Regions from separate parts of the Larimichthys crocea genome. Here region 2 is linked to region 1. A link is a contact called in public Hi-C data. All regions are on one chromosome and are shown on one strand. Each heading gives the region's core, a stretch centred on a gene start, on an enhancer-like site or on the middle of the called end of the contact. The rest is flanking DNA. Distances are from core to core; before and after follow the strand shown.

Region 1 (3,989 bases), core at 286-2,785:
CTCCTCGCTGCTCACTGGTGTATAGGCAAGTCCCAGACGTTGCTGGCTGGAGCCGGAGCTGTCGGTTGAAGCTGAGCTTGCCTGAATACATCTTTTTCACATCAGCCACTTTGACATGAAATATTAGGGTCAACACAGGTGTTACCAGTGATATTAATTAAGGTCCATTTATTGCAGAGACTGACTCTGTTTGACCTGAATGGAACTGAACCTTAATCCTAGAACGCGTTAAAATTAGTAACACCATCACTAACGTCGGGTGTATTTTACCCGATATAATACAGTTTTCATCAATTTATGTAAAAGTACAACACTGTATGGCAAACTGTAGTACTCTTCTTTAATTTCCAAATATACAATATCACATAAAATAAAAAATAAAAAACGAGAAATTTCCTAACAAAAAAAGTAATGGAGCTGGGAACTTGTTCTTCTGTCTTTGGTACTTTGGTCCACCCATTCCTGGGACATGTGAGCTTGTCTGGTGAAGGCACAGTCTTTCTGCATCACTGACAGACTCTTTATCACTAACGTCAGGTCAAAATCACCTGAACGCATGCCTCTTGGAAAAAAAAAACATAGATGGGAGGAGGTAAACAAACCATTAATGACATCAGTGAGCAGCCTGAAGCTACCTAAGGACCCATGCAACGTTAGTGTTCTAGGGTTAATTAGTATCACTGGTAACACCTGTGTTAACTGTGAAAAAAGGTTTTTCAATTTTTTCTCTCCAACACCTTAAAATAATAATTAACAAAAAAATTTAATTAAATAAACCGGGCTTATTTCAGTTAGTCTCGACTCATTTTCACTTAATTTGGTGCCTTTTAATATATATAGTTTTTTTATATATATTTTTTTTTGTTCTTAATAGATAGCTAAGTGTTTACATATGTTGTTTTTGTGTTTGTACACTGGAGTATAGTAACAAAAAATAATTTCCCCCTGGGATTATTAAAGTATTTCTGATTCTGATTCTGATTCTGAATTCAGTCAGGCTCGGTTGCTATGGCAACTTAAATTGGGGGGGGAAACTACTAACTAACTGTCTAGTCCAGGGCAGGCTGATAATAAAATAAATTGAATTTATGACATAACTGGTGTTGTATTTGTAACATTTCACCTTTAAGATGTTTAGAGGACACTGTGTTAACTAAAAAAATATAGTTTTAAAGGGGTTTAATAATATAACCAGCTAGCACGTTAAGCTAAACTCTAACGTCTCTTACACCACTTTAGCGCCTTTTTAAAGTTTAAAAAAACGTTGCTTATTAATAAAAGTGGTAATTTAAGAACACAAAGAACAAAAAAGAAAACATTTTCTCAGCTTCCCCGGACACACTTACTCGTTCGTTGTTGGTCAAAACGTCGAACAGACACGTTAAAAATACCGCGGACGAACTTTTGTCGAACTCTCCCTAACGGCTTTATTCGAATTTAGACGTTTGGCCCCGCCCACTGTTGCTATGGTTTCCAATGAGTGGAAACCATGGCAACAGCAGCTGACTAACTCACTGTCTTCTGACTGTGTTACCTGGTCTTCAGGTTGAGGTAGCTCCTTTCCACAGTCAAGTATGGATGGAAGAACCTCCCAGCATTGTTAGCACCTCCAGACAACAGAGCACAAAGTACTCAAATACAGTAATTTTAAGTATTGAGATATTGTAGTACTTTAGGATTTCCATTTTCTGCTATGTAAATACAAGCAAAATATTTCAAATAGAAATACTGTACTTTTTTTTACTCCACCACAATTATCTAACAGCTTTCAGATTACAGAACATTGTTTACTTATAATTATTATTAGCAAGTATAATCTGATAGCACTGACAGGGGCATAATGAGTACTTTTATTTTGGATACTTATGTACTTCAATAAAAGTACTTGTAATGGAGTGTTTCAACGGAGCAGTACTGCTATTTTTACTCAAGTAAAAGATCTGAATACTTCTGTGTTGAATTTCATATCATATATCTATATTAATATTTTCATACATCACACTGTTAAACACAGGAAACCACAGCTGACCAATCCATGGTGCTATCATTCATACATTTACTTGCTCTTGAATTTAGCACCACATTACGTGGTGCTCATAGATACTACAATAATGTATCTCTGGATGACTATAATTAATTATTTTGTATTGTGTTATGTATCAAGCAGTTTTATGTACGCATTTTTAGAAGCTGCAATGAATAGGCTGGCTGTATATGAACATATACAGTATATGGTTTTAATATCAAAATGTAATGCAGAAAAAAAAAAACTATGGTAATCTATGCTCCTGACCTAAATAAGATTCAACTCTGCGTGACATTTTTGCTCATAATAACAAACTGATGGATATTATGGTATTTCTGTTCATGGTTTATTTTCACCCCTTTTCAAACAAATGTTAAAACACGTGGGGGAAAAAAAAAAAAACACAGATTAACACATACACACACACACACCACATCCTCTAATCCAGTTTATTTTCCTCAGCAGAAAATGGAACACGATAAAATTAAAAGGAGAAAATAGGACAGAATTATGTTCTTTCTTTTTTTTTTTTTTTTTTCTTTTTTTTTATACATTTAACTAAATATGCCACTCTATGCTAGGGTGTAAGTAACTCAAACTGATATAAGGTTAAATAAATTTTCTCTAAAAAGGTACAGAAAGATATTCCATTTCTTCCATTTCTCATTAGCACTCAAAAAAAAATAAAAAATAAAAACAGGAACACGTTTTTCAAAATATCAAAATAAGAACCAGCCAGGCTCCCTTTATCCTTCGCTGTGTTCTCATTAGAAAAGACGAGCGGGATGGGGAGAGGTGATGGAGAGGAGAAACAATAACTTGTGCATGAGGATTAGCATAGTTAAGTGGTGTCTGGTTACAAGGGCTCTCCACCAGAATCAACTTTTCTGATGTGAATTTGCAAAAATAAAAAAAACACAGACACTTTCTGATTTTCCTGCCATTCAAGGAAATCCACAGCTTCATGCTTCTTGAAAAAAACAGTAATATACAATTCAACGTCATCAAATTGCATCTCCTGTAACGCTGCAAGGTTCATTTTAATGGAGACTCCGTACCTGTATTGAACATGTCACAACTTCTAATGCACCGAAAACGTGCCAAACAGACGACGTAACTTTAAATTTGAAGAAAAAAAGTTGCAACGTCACAAACAAAAAAGTTGATTTGGGTAGAACACCCCCTTTAAGAAGAGGAAGGAGGAGAGGTGTGTAACTGAACAATATGCACAGCACAAAGTCCAAGCAGTCAGACTGTGTAGGCTGATTAAGAGCAGAGGGGGAAGGGGTGTCAGAGACAATGACAAACTATGACAAAAAAAACCTATGAGGAAAAAGGGGGAAACCACTCAATTTAAGGATTCACGTGTTATTTCTGCAGCCAAAAACCAGCTGAGACGCTGCAGACAGTTTGAATCTGTGACGTCAAGAGATGTGCAACCACCCCAGGGTCCGACCCGCTGGGGACCTCTCAGGTCATGTATCTTACCTCCTAAAAAAATTAATAGCACAGAGGAGGAGCCATCAGGGTTGATTACTTTGCCAAAATGGCGAGTTCAAGAGTCCAGCCATGTTTAAAACTTAAATTTAGTTTGTTTAAATTTAAAACCAGCTTTTGGGTGATTTCTCAAACCAATTTTCACGTGTGCTGCGCATCAATGTGACATCACTGATTTAAACTGTGGGACAAACGCATCTCTCTTCTTCTGTTCAGTAGCAGAAATGATCGATGTAAGACAAAAACAAAAAAACATTTCAAGAATTATGTTTCAAATCGATATCCCCCATCTGAAAATTAAATGACACCTAATTCTACCCACAAAACACAAAGTAAGAAATAAATTATAGAAGGATTTAAAGGGGTAGTAAGTCATTTATGTATTGGGTTTAGCACTCTACTACAGAGACACTCAGTGATGAACTTGGGGTAATTGTTTTTTCTAAATGAATACATGGCATTTTGG
Region 2 (4,077 bases), core at 827-3,326, 140 kb before region 1:
ATAAAGTCTGATGATTCTGATTCTAGTCGCGGATCAACTGAAAATAAATCAGCATCTTCCAGGTACAGAGAGCAAAAACACAAACAGAGGAAGCAGCAGATGAAGAAGATCGAGCACGTCTTATGTTCACAGAGTGTTAGACACTTTAGGTGAATCCATAAACGCTGTAATATGTTTTTATTGTGTCTGCTAACTCTGCTGCAGAACATCAAATGTAATCGTTTATGTTTCATACTGAACATGATCCCATTAAAGAAATGAATGAATGAAACTTCACTTCCCAGAGACAAAGAGACAAAGTGACAAAAAGACAAAGTGACAAAAAGACAAAGTGACAGAGAGACAAAGTGACAAAAAGACAAAGTGACAGAGAGACAAAGTGACAGAGAGACAAAGTGACAAACTGACAAAAAGACAAAGTGACAGAGAGACAAAGTGACAGAGAGACAAAGTGAAAAAAGAGACAAAGTGACAAAAAGACAAAGTGACAAAAAGACAAAGAGACAAAGTGACAGAGAGACAAAGTGACAAAGAGAGAAAAAGACAAAGAGACAAAGTGACAAAAAGACAAAGTGACAGAGAGACAAAGTGACAGAGAGACAAAGTGACAAAGAGACAAAGTGACAGAGAGACAAAGTGACAATCTGTCACTGCTGCTTTCAGTCTCACTGAAACAGATCCAGACTAAAAAACATCAAGAGACTCTTAAAAACACTAAAAACACAGTTTAACGTTTGTGGAAGCTTCATTTAGATTAAAAAATACAAAACAAAACAAATAAAGAAGCTACATTAGCTGCTAAACATTAAACATTTAAAACATTTAAGACCAAAACTTTACACACACGAAGCCAAGAACAAGATGACAACATGATAAATATCATAATAAATAAATAAATATCATAATAAATAACGTGAGAAACAGAAATAACAGTAATAAACAGAAGAGACAGACACACGTTAGCTCTGTTAGCTCCTGTAAATCAGCTGATCTCTTCTTATTATCGTTTAAACTTCGATCAGCTGACTCACAGTGACTTACTTCTGTCCGGGGATGAAGGACTCATCGTTCACGTGTGAGCTCGAACACGAACAAACATCATTAAATCAGATTTTAACAGGTTTTTTCAGGTTTTGTCGAAATGTTTGAGGCGGTTTGAGCAACAACAAACTGCAGGCAACCGTGCTGCCTTCACGTACTCAACCAAAGCTCGTATTTCCCAACTCTACACCAAAGAAAGGTGCTTCAAACTGTAAACCACACACCTGCAGTTTAATGTTTATAGTATTAGTTACAGTATTATTTTAAATAACAGCGTGTGAGACTTGGACAGAGTGAAGAAGAGGAGGAACATGTTAGATACACAGCGAAGTTCATGATAAACGGCGCTAATGTTTGTTTATTCCCGCGCTGGACAGCCTGCTACTGCTAAAAACAACAAAAACAACAAAAACAAAAACACATCCGGTCCCACGTTTTGTTATTTTATTGTGAAATCAAAAAGAAATGTCGATTTTTATTGATTTATCGATTATAATCGAGATAATCGTAATAATTCCAACATTTACGTGAGCGCTTAAACGCAACACGTCGCCTCGCTTCTCCCGCTCCTCCCGCTGGGAGTTGTAGTCTTTACGGGCCTGTTACCTCAAGAGACGATGCAGTGAGCGAACTACAGTGACGCTAGTGCGGCGGGGAAAGAGGTCCGACTGGAAACGTGGCTGCTGACTAGATATAAAAAAATATATTTTTTAATCGAGAGATTTGTCACGTTCTTACAGATAAACACGCAGCGTCATTAATTAATAATTAATCGGTTTAATTGAACAACATAACAGGTTGGATTAAACACGAGTATCGACACGTTTTATCGGAGCTGTGGAAAGAATAAAAAGGTCATTGTACTCACGTGAACAGCCTCTCGGTAAAGACTGACAGCCGGTGTCGGTACAGACCGGTGATGTCAGATTCTTCTAATAATAATAATCGATACGTTTAAAGCGGATCGATTATTCCCTGTGTGGTTAAAGAGGAGCAGCGTGTGTGTGTGTGTGCAGCGCCTCTCAGCATAAACAATGACACACACACACACACACACACACACACACACACACACCTCTCTCTCTTTTCTTAATTGTTTGTTTTAATCTTTATTATCTTAATAAAATGTGCTCATTTGCATACACCTCCTCAAACGTCTTGTTTTTTTGTGTTGACATATTAAAGGTTAAATGTTTTTACAGAGAATTTATTTTTATCAAAAATTTCAGCAGCCATTAAAAAACAACAACATGTTTTTATGAATCAAATGTATAAATCAGAAACAAACCTTCAGGTCATAGACAGACTTGTAGGTTTGTGACTCGTGCTAAATAGAAAAAAATCTATTTTTCATCACGTGCACTAGACTGTGTGTGTCTGACTTCACAGCCGTGTGAGTTATTCTACAATATCACAACACAAAGGAGACAAATCCATATTTATATCTTGACTTTTAGTTTATTGATTTCAGAAAAACGTGTGTGTGTGTGTGTTATAAAACTTTTGTTTCAGGAGTCGGACAGGATAGAAAATGATGCCGTGGAAGAAGAAACACAGACTCCATCTTCTGAAAAACTCACTGATGATGTTGGGAAGTTTAGAGACTTTGAACTTTTTTAGCTGTGCAGTTATTCTGAGTTTGTTTTGACTCTGTTGGAATTTGAAAAACCAAAGTAGACCGTCACATGACCAGAGGGTCACACAGCAGCTGCAGTGTGTCCTGTGTGTGTGTGTCCTGTGTGTGTCCTGTGTGTGTGTGTCCTGTGTGTGTCCTGTGTGTGTGTGTCCTGTGTGTGTGTGTCCTGTGTGTGTGTCCTGTGTGTGTGTGTCCTGTCAAGGTGCTCAGAAACAACAGAATGTGTGAATCCTCCAAACCTGCAATAGAAACATGAAAGATGCCAGCAAGCGTCACGAGGCTGATGGACTGACTGAGTTTGAAGTGAACGTGGACGAAGAAGAACAACCAGAACTCTCACATGCACGGCAGCTCTTCACAGGGCGTGCAGTGTGAAGCAGCTGATCCACCCCCAAAACATCCGACTGGATTGTTGGACTTATTGGACTGGAGACGTGCTGCAAACATGCTGAGCGTCTCTGTGTGCAGCTGTAGCCCTTTTCTGTCTGTGTTTCTACAAATCTACAAAACTCCGGGCTCCTCACAAACTATTAATATATACACCCTTCTTCTTCTGCGATCAGTTGCTAGTCAAGTATGAAGTATAGTCAAAAGTTTTACGGGAAAATAAAAGCTTGTATAATCAACGTACAGCAAACTAAATGTCTGATGCCCTTTGCAAACTTCAGATCATTTTAAGAGCTTTACAGAAGGAATCAGAGCAAAGACTGGATCTTTGTTTGGTGCAGAGTGATCGGGAGGTTTGACTGCAGAATGAAATGTTCAGATTTGTGTTTTTTACCGTGACAGGTCAGAGGTTGGTCAGCTGGGTTCAAACTCAGTGTAAATCAGGATTATGTGCTTTTTATCAAGTCATAGGTAACGAGTCTTGAACTTTAGAGACAAAACAGATTCTGTTCATGCAAAAAAAACAACGTGTCTGTTTCTAAGAAGCTTTGATCTGGAGAGTTCCTGGCTGGATCTCGACCATCCTGGATGTTTCTACTACAGTAAAGACAGCAATGTTTCACCAAGTAAAGTAGAAGCTCGGGTTGTGCTTGGTTTTAATTCCCACATTCTTGAAAACAGACACTTTCATTGCAAAAGATTACAAGACACATTCTTTGATATTTTTTTTTTTCCTCAAGCAAAAGTTTGTGTCCAGCTCAAATCTTGGACAGGCCGGGTTTTAAGGTGCACTTGGTTCGACTCCAAACAGCCTCAAACGTTTAATCGGACGTTTCCGATGCGTCTCTTCCTTTAGCAATGTTTCTTCTCACGTCTGAAAGTCTTTAGAAGCGTCGGGCTGCTCTCAGCGCAGCTCCACACGACGTGCTCATGCATCTTCACTGTGTCACAGCAGCTCTCTGCCCGGGTCTCTGAGGCTGTGAACGGGTGACGGGGCAGGTTTTTATTTCTTA

Evidence for each region. Hi-C and Micro-C count contacts between places; a contact is called where the count stands out from the background.
Region 2: a contact with region 1 is called in a Hi-C map of muscle, with 2.1 times the contacts expected there. The contact joins the promoter of angel2 here to the promoter of galnt14 in region 1. A contact is called at or near these places in 3 of 7 Hi-C or Micro-C datasets (all in muscle).

Annotation. Positions count from the first base shown.
Region 1 is chrXI:21,435,767-21,439,755 of L_crocea_2.0, reverse strand. galnt14 (UDP-N-acetyl-alpha-D-galactosamine:polypeptide N-acetylgalactosaminyltransferase 14 (GalNAc-T14)) reads right to left here and starts at 1,535. Exons shown (of 16, transcript XM_027284512.1): 1 at 1,347-1,535.
Region 2 is chrXI:21,574,067-21,578,143 of L_crocea_2.0, reverse strand. angel2 (angel homolog 2 (Drosophila)) reads right to left here and starts at 2,076. Exons shown (of 9, transcript XM_019259127.2): 1 at 1,910-2,076. It overlaps galnt14 (UDP-N-acetyl-alpha-D-galactosamine:polypeptide N-acetylgalactosaminyltransferase 14 (GalNAc-T14)), which reads right to left. Exons shown (of 16, transcript XM_027284512.1): 16 at 2,817-4,077.